3 separate regions of the Mus musculus genome follow, and regions 1 and 2 are each linked to region 3. The links are chromatin contacts, called in public HiChIP or PLAC-seq maps. All regions are on one chromosome and are shown on one strand. Each heading gives the region's core, a stretch centred on a gene start, on an enhancer-like site or on the middle of the called end of the contact. The rest is flanking DNA. Distances are from core to core; before and after follow the strand shown.

Evidence for each region. HiChIP or PLAC-seq counts read pairs in DNA pulled down with a chosen protein or histone mark.
Region 1: a contact with region 3 is called in an H3K27ac HiChIP or PLAC-seq map of embryonic stem cells, with 2.6 times the contacts expected there. The contact joins two enhancer-like sites. A contact is called at or near these places in 1 of 15 datasets of contacts at CTCF or cohesin (large pre-B cells) and 1 of 115 datasets of contacts at active chromatin or transcription factors (embryonic stem cells).
Region 2: a contact with region 3 is called in an H3K27ac HiChIP or PLAC-seq map of embryonic stem cells, with 3 times the contacts expected there. The contact joins two enhancer-like sites.

What each region holds. Positions count from the first base shown.
Region 1 is chr9:67,000,042-67,003,466 of GRCm38.p6, forward strand. No RefSeq gene overlaps it. Among named protein-coding and RNA genes, the nearest start is that of Gm30639, 11 kb to the right of the region's middle. Within about 2 kb of position 1,285, at least 31 of the 459 cell types and tissues checked have an H3K27ac peak or open chromatin away from gene starts, as enhancers often do. A contact at or near this core is called in embryonic stem cells, where this site is marked.
Region 2 is chr9:67,259,772-67,262,794 of GRCm38.p6, forward strand. Tln2 (talin 2) reads right to left here. Exons shown (of 58, transcript NM_001081242.2): 47 at 2,120-2,303. Among named protein-coding and RNA genes, the nearest start is that of Mir190a, 25 kb to the left of the region's middle. Within about 2 kb of position 1,425, at least 50 of the 459 cell types and tissues checked have an H3K27ac peak or open chromatin away from gene starts, as enhancers often do. A contact at or near this core is called in embryonic stem cells, where this site is marked.
Region 3 is chr9:66,274,897-66,278,241 of GRCm38.p6, forward strand. No RefSeq gene overlaps it. Among named protein-coding and RNA genes, the nearest start is that of Gm39364, 24 kb to the right of the region's middle. Within about 2 kb of position 2,000, at least 196 of the 459 cell types and tissues checked have an H3K27ac peak or open chromatin away from gene starts, as enhancers often do. A contact at or near this core is called in embryonic stem cells, where this site is marked.

The DNA of each region.
Region 1 (3,425 bases), core at 35-2,534, 720 kb after region 3:
GTTTTAAATTGCTCATTTGCCTGAAAGGAGTGATTTGAAATTTGTGAACCAGAATCTTGGAAACTCTCAGATGGATGCAGATGGTAGAAACAATTTTAATTAGGGAGTCTTTCTTCCATAAAAAAATCAAAAATCAAATCAAATCAAATAAAATCAGGGACTGGTGAGACGGCTCCACAGGTTAAAAGCCAAGAATGAACTTTTCCCAGTCTGTAGGCTGCCGCTTTGTCTGAAAGATGGTGTCCTTTGCCTTACAGACACTTTTTAGCTTCATGAGGTCCCATTTGTTAATTGTTGTTCTTGGTGTCAGTTATATCAATGCTCTGTTCAGAAAGCCTACCCCTTTCTTCCCTTCATTCAGGGCAGGGTGGAAGTAGGAGGGTCAAAAGTTCAAGGTCATACTCAGTTACAAAGCAAATTTGAGACAAATTTGGGCTACATGAGACCCTGTCTCAAAATAAAGTAAAATAACGAGAAACTGAGCATTCATTTCATCTAAATGTTAGGGTGAAACAATATTCCTGTGGTTTTTATTTTACACACAGAAACTACTCTAAGAAGCTAAAAGCCAGGCCGGGCAGTGACGGTGCACACCTTTAATCACAATACTTGGGAGGCAGAGGCAGGCAGATCTCTGGGAGTCTGAGTCCAGCCTAGTCTACAGAGTGAGTTCCAGGACAGCCAGGGCTATACAGTCTTGGAGGAAGAAGAGGAGGAGGAGGAGGAAGGGGAGGAGGAGGAGGAAGAAGGGGACAGGGAGGGGAGGAGGAGGTGGAAGAGGAGGAGGAGAAGAGAAGGGGGAGAAGGAGGAGAGGGGGAGGGGGAGGAGGAGACAAGGATGACAACGCTAAAGGCCTTGCCCAAAGGTCATATGCCTCACAAATGGTTATAAAAGTTACTCAAGTCTTTTTACTTCTACCAAGGAATCGCCCTTCTCAATCTTTTTTTTTTTTTTTTTTTTATTATATCTAAGTACACTGTAGCTGTCTTCAGACACACCAGAAGAGGGCATCAGATCTCACTGCAGATGGTTGTGAGCCACCATGTGGTTGCTGGGGTTTGAACTCATGACCTCTGGAAGAACAGTCGGGTGCTCTTAACTGCTGAGCCATCTCTCCAGCCCCCACTCTTCCCAATCTTAACTTAAAAAAAAAAAAAAAAAAAAAAGAAAGGAAAAAAAAAAAAAAAAAAAAAAAGGCTTAACTCACTGAGGTTGCCAGACATGTGGGCAAGACAAGAATCAGATGAGTACAGACTGCGAACAGCAGGTGGCGCAGTGCCCTCGGTGTTCCAGGCTGTGCCTCACGGTCCTCTGAAACCAAGGTCAATATGGACAGCCACAGGAAGCTTGAGTAACTTGTGACCCACCTCTCTCTCATTCTCTCTCGTCCATCTTCTCCTAAACTGGGTAGGCCCTCCCCATGCGTGTTCTCACTCTTTGCTGCAGCAGATCTCCAAGGAATGAATGAGCTTGAGAAAGTAGTCAGCTGAGGGATGGCTTGGTGATTAAAAGCGTGGCTTTTGTAGATTTTGGTTCTATGCACCCAAGTCAGCAGGTTCCTAACTGTAACACCAGCTCCAGGGGCTCCAAGGGCGTGCATATATACCACCCACACACATACACTTCATCAACTTCCACATTTACTACAGAAAAGCTCCTGCCTCAGAGGCTGGGCCATTGCCAGAGGCTTCCATTTGTACCATTCACTCAATTCTCTCGCTATACTTTGAGATACAAATGTCCTGCCCTTGTAATAGATCACAGAGGGCACTTAGATTGTGGTAGAGGTAGAAAGATTTGTGTGAGCTTGAAGCTGGACAGCCTGGAAATCGGATTCAGCTGGAGTATTTGTGCAAAGTACTTAATGCCTCGGTTAGACTGTAAAATGGTGATGTTATAAGTAACCCTGTAGACTTATTATGATGATAAAAAAAAAAAACCCAGAAACACCATCTAATAATTATTGGAAGATGCCTTAAGACCTTTAAAATGAAGAGGGCTGAAGAAATGGCTTAACACTTAAGAGCATTTGCTGTCTTTGCAGAGGACTGGGGGTTAGATTTCTGACCTCTGCACTTCTGCAGTGACATGAGCCCCAAATAAACAGATAAGTAAATAAAGCAATAAACTAAATAATGAAATAATTAAAAACCATTCACAGCTGGGCATGGTGGCGCACGCCTTTAATCCCAGCACTTGGGAGGCAGAGGCAGGCGGACTTCTGAGTTCGAGGCCAGCCTGGTCTACAGAGTGAGTTCCAGGACAGCCAGTGCTACCCAGAGAAACCCTGTCTCGAAAATTGAAAAAAAAAAAAAAAAAAAAAAAAAAAAAAAAGAATTCAGAAGCAGTAAAAACAATTTTAGATAAGGGCTTGGAATGATCAAAAATGTAGTATTTCATGTAGAAAAAGAATGCTTAAGTATTTTTGCTTAGCCAACATTCTAGCTAGTAATTTAATTTAATTCTAGCATTTAAGTTGTTATAACTGAAAGAGGTAAATTTGGTTTAAAAATGTCCCCAGTAAGTTAATTGTTCAACAATTTGGTTTAAAAATTTGGTTTAAAAATGTCCCCAGTAAGTTAATTGTTCAACAATTGATCAAGTTGATAATTTAGTGAATTTTGGTGTTTGGTTACATTGATTTTTTTTTTAAATTCCACTGTTCTTTTTTTTTTTTAAGATTTATTTATTTATTTATTTATTTATTATAAGTACACTGTAGCTGTCTTCAGACACTCCAGAAGAGGGCGTCAGATCTCGTTACAGATGGTTGTGAGCCACCATGTGGTTGCTGGGATTTGAACTCCGGACCTTCAGAAGAGCAGTCGGGTGCTCTTACCCACTGAGCCATCTCACCAGCCCCTACATTGATTTTTTAAAAAATTAATTTTAAAAAATGTATGCGCATACCTGGGTGAGTTCTGAGTACACCATGCACACACAGACCTTTGCAGAGGTCAAAAGGTGTCAGATTCCCCTGGCACTGGATAAGCCGTCTTATGTGGGTGCTGGGAGCTGAATGCAGTCCCTTTGAAAGTGCAGTAAGTGCTTTAATGTTTGAACCATCTCTCCAACCCAGGTTTGCACTGACTTTGGCATACAGACTTGTATTGATTGAACAGGGAGTGGTACTCAATGCATTTATACACTTACTGAATTAATTAATGCATGAATAGATGAATCAGAAGGATCTTGACATCAGTGAAATGATTCTTCTCTACTTAATGACTTCATGTGATGTCAGCATTTTAAGATCCCCGGACTTTCTGAGTCATGGAAACTGCCTCCCACACATCCCCTCCTCCCCCCTCACAATGCACTCACTGCCTACTCTGAGGCGACTTAATGAGAATGAGTGATTCCCTGCAGCCTCCCCGGGGGTAGCAGCTTCCAGAGGAGCCAAGCCTGGCTCATCCACTCACCT
Region 2 (3,023 bases), core at 175-2,674, 980 kb after region 3:
TTTGCAGCCCTCTGCCATCCTCTACACCCTCTGTCTTCACCTCACACACAGGGCACAGGGACCCCCAGGCAACCTCCTGCACCCACAGGCTGAGCCTTGTGAAGGACTGCCTCTCTCCTGAGCCTGTAACAGTGAAGAGGTACAGCAGGAGAGAGGGGCACTGCATGCCAGGGCTGCTGTTCACATCAGAACCCAGAAAATCCTGCCCTGTACCTGTTGCTTGACAGGTAATTGACATGCAGAGGGGACATTGTTTTCTGAGCAGATTAAAAAAAACTCTTGTTTATTAAACATTTTAATTTATTATTATTATTATTATTGTTATTATTATTATTATTAGTGTGTGTGTGTGCCACCATGCAGGTGTGGCAGTCACCCAAACCATAACCCTAACCCACCATGCAGGTGTGGCAGTGACTCTAACTCTAACCCTACCCTACCCTACCATGCAGGTGTGGCAGTGACTCTAACCATAACCCTACCCTACCATGCAGGTGTGGCAGTGACTCTAACCATAACCCTACCCTACCATGCAGGTGTGGCAGTCACCCTAACTATAACCCTACCCTGCCATGCAGGTGTGGCAGTGACTCTAACCATAACAGCCTTGTGGAGCTGGTTTCTTCTCTCCCTCTCTGTGGGTTCTGGGAGTAGAACCCACAGAAGAACCCATAAAGCGGGCATTTTACCAGTTGAGGTATCTCACTGGCTGCATTTTTTTTTTTTTAATAAGTGAGTTCTCACTGTAAGTCACAGTTACAGGTATGTGGAAGCAAAGAGCAAGCTAAGTGTTTCACCCCAACAGATTCAAGTAATACAAGAGTCGGAGTGCGGGGCGAGGCTGCACAGAAGGGGAAGGCAGAAGGAAACGCCAGGGCTCCCTGAAGATTCGAGATGATTCTAAAAACTCACTTTGGGAGTCTTTACTTTTTTGTGCCTAATACAACTTTTAAAATAAAATGTTCTCAAAAGAAAAAAAGAAAACCAACCCATGGCAATTCAACACATTTCTCTGTGTGGAAAGATCCACGCTCGCTCTTTCTCCTCACAATCAGCGGAGAAGAGCTCAGAGTTTGCCTTTCAAGGTCAGCGACAGGGATTCCAGCCTTTCCTTCCTTCCTGCCCAGCAGGGTGGGACAGCCACCTCAGGTTCCCGCAGAAGCACTGTGCAAACTGCACTTCTGAATTCCAGTGCTGTCAGAGGAAACCAAGCAGGGATATAAAACCCAAGAAAGGTTCCTCACGTGACTCCATTGTCTTAGAGGACAGTGGTAAGGGAAGGGGGAGGGTAGTTGGGAACAAGGCCGGTAGTTAATTAGTTAATTAATTAGTAGTTAATTAGTACAGCCATTGTGTCCTCCTGGGTCCTCCTGGATCCGGAAGGGCAAGCGTTATCTAGCATGGCCAAGCCCAGTAGACTAGATTGCAGAGCAGTGCAGGCGTTGGCAACGAGGGCGTTTACTGTTCTGTTACTGAGAACAAAAGCACAGGGGAGGGTCAGATGCTCTACTGTGAGCTCCTTGAGCCTGAGCTTAAGACCCCTGGAGCATCAACTTGCTGCATATCTGGCATGCACCAGGTGCCGCTATATACAGTGTGCTGGGTTCAGACACGGAAAAAAACTGCAGTGACTGTCATCTGGAGGGCACTAAGGCTCAGGTGGGTCATTTCAGCAAAACTGCCACCTCCCAAACAGAAGTCACTGAACAGAGTCTGGCCACCCTTCCAGTTCCTCTCCTTAAGAGCTCTCCTTCCCCCTCCTTTATCCCCTTAACATTTCGCTCTCTTGCTTCACGAAACTGCACACTGTTCCTGCCTGGACATGGGACACCTGTCACTCCTTCCTTTTCTTTATCCCACCAACATCTTCTGCAGCCAATTGTTCACCAGGCCTGGCTGACTAGGTTCCTTGCAAATCCAGGGTTTGTCCCCTGAACTGTCGCCACAGTCCATGTCAATTTCAACACACACACACACACACACACACACACACACACACACACACACACACACACACACACACACAGAGTTTACTTCCAAGGATATTTGCTTTTACCCTGGTTCTGAAGCCTGAAGCAGTGTCTATAGGAAAAGGCAATCCCTCAGGCCCCATTCATACCTGGGTCTCAGGGTCATTGGAGCCCAGGCTGGCGGCCCCCAGCTTGACCACCTCTGCCAGCTGGGTGATGGTGGCTGCTGAGGACTGAGCGGCCTGGGCCAGCTTGTCTGGAGTGGATGCAGCCCCAGACACGAGGAGCTTTGTGTCTTCCACCAAGGCCTTGGCTGTCTTCAGAATGTTCTCCCTTAGAGAGCAGGGAGGCCAGAGAGACAGGAGAAACAACACAACTTAGTCACTTGCAGTTGGGGAGGAAGGAAATTCCTTCAGGGGGGCTTTGGGAAGAGAGGCCCGAGTGATCCACTCCCCTCTCGAGGGGGGGGGCAGTGTTCCATGCAAGTGAGGTTGGAAGCTCACACAGTAGGTAGAGCCAGGGGACTGGGAACAGAGCTCCAGAGAAGAGCTCAACCGTGAAGGCAGGAGCTTAGCATCTTCCTACGGCCTGAAATCTCTTATAGCCTATACATCCTGTCTGGCAATCAGAGCTGGTGGGGACAGGCTCCAGAACAGACGGCAGTACAAAGAGAATCTCCACTCTATCACAGGCCCGTGGGTTGGAGAGACATGAAAGGGCCTGGACATGTGATGAAGGTTTAGGGGTCACCATAAGTAAATGTATAGAGTGGCCAGCACCAGTATATTTAATGAAGGCTCCAGGGAGGTACCAGGCTTTGGGAAGTGACTGCTAACTATGCCTGTCCCCGCCTCTCCTGGTCCTGCTGGGTCTGTGGGCAGTCAGAGGGGCAACTCCCTGGTACAAAGCTAGCCTTTGATGGAGAAGGAGCTTACTCTGATCCCGTGGTTCACGTTCCTCACAGAGAATCTTGTTGATCTCAAAGTAGATCCCCACATTTCTGAGTCCTGGGCAGGGTGACCAAATGTGACCACCTGGTTTTGGATATGCAGG
Region 3 (3,345 bases), core at 750-3,249:
ATTCTTTGAAGAAAAGTGGAAGACCAGAGATGAAAACCACATTCTGTGAGAGCAGTTCTTTGAAGAGCTCTGAGGTGCCTCTCCCAAAAGTCTGCCTGTGTGCTTGCTGGATGCCACGTTAATAGCCCACAAACACACATATAAATATTTTAGCACGCACTATGTTGTAATCCTCATCTCACAATCTTCCTTGATTCCAGATCTCAGATTCCATTTGTCTTTTCCATTCATACAGTTATTTGCCCATCAGACAAAGCAAACAAAAACTCCCAGCATATGTTGAAAGCAAAAGAAGGTCACATTTAAATAAGCAAGTGAACCATGAGATCTCTGGAAAGAAACTCCAAGCCCCGTGCTCCCTGGGATATCAAAGCGAGTACATGCGGAAAACTAGGTTGTTGAAAGGGACAGCAACTATCACAGGCTTAGAGAACTTTCTTTCCATCAGCCCCACCCCCCTCTGCTCCCGGTTTGATGTCAGCCCCATACTGTTCTATTCACAGTTGCTGCAACCCCCAAAATATCGCACTTGGCATCTGTTAAGAAGGTCCGGTTCTCGGCAAACCTTCACAGGCTTAGGGGCTCTAACAGTAGAAAGGCTTCGAATGGAGGTGGTTAATTGCTGTCTCAAAGGCACCAGCACAGTTGGTGAGCTTCCTTCAAGTTTTTCTGGGCTTGATTGTCCCTCCCTCCCACGGTTGCCCTCCATCAGAGGCAGCAGCAGCAGCAGTTCTTAATGGATAGCGAAACACAGATTCCCAAGTCCTCTTTTCACCGAGTAGAATTCACAGCCCTTGCTCTTAATCTAGAAAACAGTTGATTATATTATCTAGGGACAAAATGACATTGTAAGATCTCCCATTCAAGTTAAAACAATAGCAGAACCCAGGGAGGCGGCGATTGTGAGGGACCCGTGCGTCAGTGAGGCATTCTCTGTAGCCCTGCGCACAACCTTGTAAGGGAAGTGAGCTCCTTTTTTAAGGATGATGAAGCCAGCCTCAGCAAAGTTAAGAACTGTGCCTGCCTTCTCCCAGCTGGAGCTCTTGGGATCTGGACTCCAGCCCAGATTTGCCTGCCCTGGATTCACATTCTACTTTTCCTGGGGGTGGGGGTGGGGGAGTAAAAAATGAAGAAAAAAGAAAAAGAAAAAAGAAAAATCTTGGAGAATCACATGCAGTACAATCCTTTTTTTAAAAAATAAAATGCAAAATCTATACTAATAACATTGTATTTTAGAAGCAGAGATGACTTCAGTAAAATGGGGGGTGGGGCAAGGTGGACAGCGGCTGGTGTTCAGGATTCTGCTTGTTTGGTTTTGTTTTTGTGGCACTGAAGATTAAGCCCAGGCCCTTGAATGCGCTAGACAAGCATTCAACCACTGAGCCACAGCCCTAGCCCTGTTGCTAGGACTCGGTGAATTTCCCTCACTCTGTTTCCTTGTTTTTATTGGTAGTATTGCATTAGTGAAAAAATGTCAAAACAAAATATCTGGGTCTGGGTGACTTAATGCACTAGAAATTTACTTTCTCAGCTTTAGACACTGCAAGGTGTCAGTAGCGTTGGCTCTGTCTGAGCGTTTCTCCTTAATTTGTCACACCCTGGTCTTCTCTCTATAGATGTCTGTCTTTTAAAAAGAAAACAAAAAACAAAAAAAACAAGGTCACCAGTTATGCTGGATTAGTGTCCATAATATATCCTCATCTTATTTATTTATCCCTACAAAGACCCTATCTTTAAATATAGTCACTTTAAAAGTTCCATATATGGGTTTAGGAGGAAGTGAACACAATTCAGGCCATAAAAATACCGTAAACATGGGCTGGGGACATAGCTCAGTGGCAAAGTGCTCTCTTCACATGTGCAAAGCCCTGGGTTCTGTCCCCAGTACTGGTATAGATAGGTATAGGTTTGACCAACGAGAGACTCAGGGAGAGATATCTGTGAGTCCAGGCTTCGCAGCATCTGTGGCGACCACATCGAACTCCTGCAGCTGTCTGTCTGTGTGACATTCCAAGGGATGGGACTGAGGACGCTCGAGTCTGCTGAGTCACAAGACTGTGGGCTCTGTATAGTCACAGTTGGACATATCTCCTTTCACACACAGGGAGAGGAAATTGCAGTCGGGCTGGCTGACCCCGCATTCTTCCAGAAGGTTATGACCTTAGTTAACCCGGGAAGGAGCGGAAACAGGAAAGCTCCTGAGACCTACAGGCTGACAGAGGTCGAACTGAGATGTTGGCCCTCCCCAGCTGGGTCCTGGGTCATTGCTTTCTCAGACCCTTTTAGTAGCCAAGCTGTGGGCTTTGGGCCTGAGGGTGCATTTCCTGGTTGGAGAGGAAACAGGGCAGACGTTCCTGAACAACTGCAGACCTCATCAGTCGCCTTCACTCAGTGCTAGCCCTGGAAAGCCCCACCAGCTGTAAGAGATCATATTCTGGAAAATTCTCCCTCCCCTCCTTAGTCAGGCAACAAATTACAGTGCCCAGGATCTGCTTAGCCACAGTGTCGTCAAGTGAGTCTCGCAAGCTTGTCTGATTTATGATGTGCTACTGAAGGTACTGGAAGTGACAAGACCCTCCCTCAAAAGCTGGAATCAAACCGTGATGGTATATGCCTTTAATCCCAGCAGAGGCAAGTGAGTCTCTGAAAGTTCGAGGCTAGCCTGGTCTACAGAAGCAGTTCCAGGACAGCCAGGACATACATTTACAGAGAAAAACTCTGTCATTCATACTTATCTATATGACTACCATATATATGAATACTATATATATGACATATATATATGTGAATATATGTATGAATATATGTGCGAATATATATATATATATGTACATATATATATAAAATCAGCTACCAACGTATTCACGTTTGACAGGTTCTTTCTTGGCTGGGCCCAAATCTATTTCCCCAAAGATCCACCCATTGCCCCCATTCTGTCTTCTGCAGTCACATGCATTTAACACATGTGTAGACAAAAACGGGAACATGACAGGTCCTCCAGAACTCACAGTTTAATGACAGGAAGAAATAGGAACTAAGCCAGGAGCTGAGGAAGGAGCCTTCATTCTGACGGATAAGGCCCCAGTGAGCTTTTGAGATGCTCCTAAAGGACAAGATGCCTTGTGTTTGCAATGGGTCTACAGAGTCTGCAGTACAGGACCCACCTGAGCAGAGACTCGGAGGTAGGAAGAACTTATACCTCCTGAGGAGGTGGGGTGGTCTGGTGGAGTATGCTCAGGAAGAAAGCACTGTGAAGATGATGGCTTCGAATGTAGGCTTGAGCCTCCTGGGTGATGGGGAGGTGACTCTTCTTTAGGGCTGTGGTTTAGATCAGCACCTCTTAGT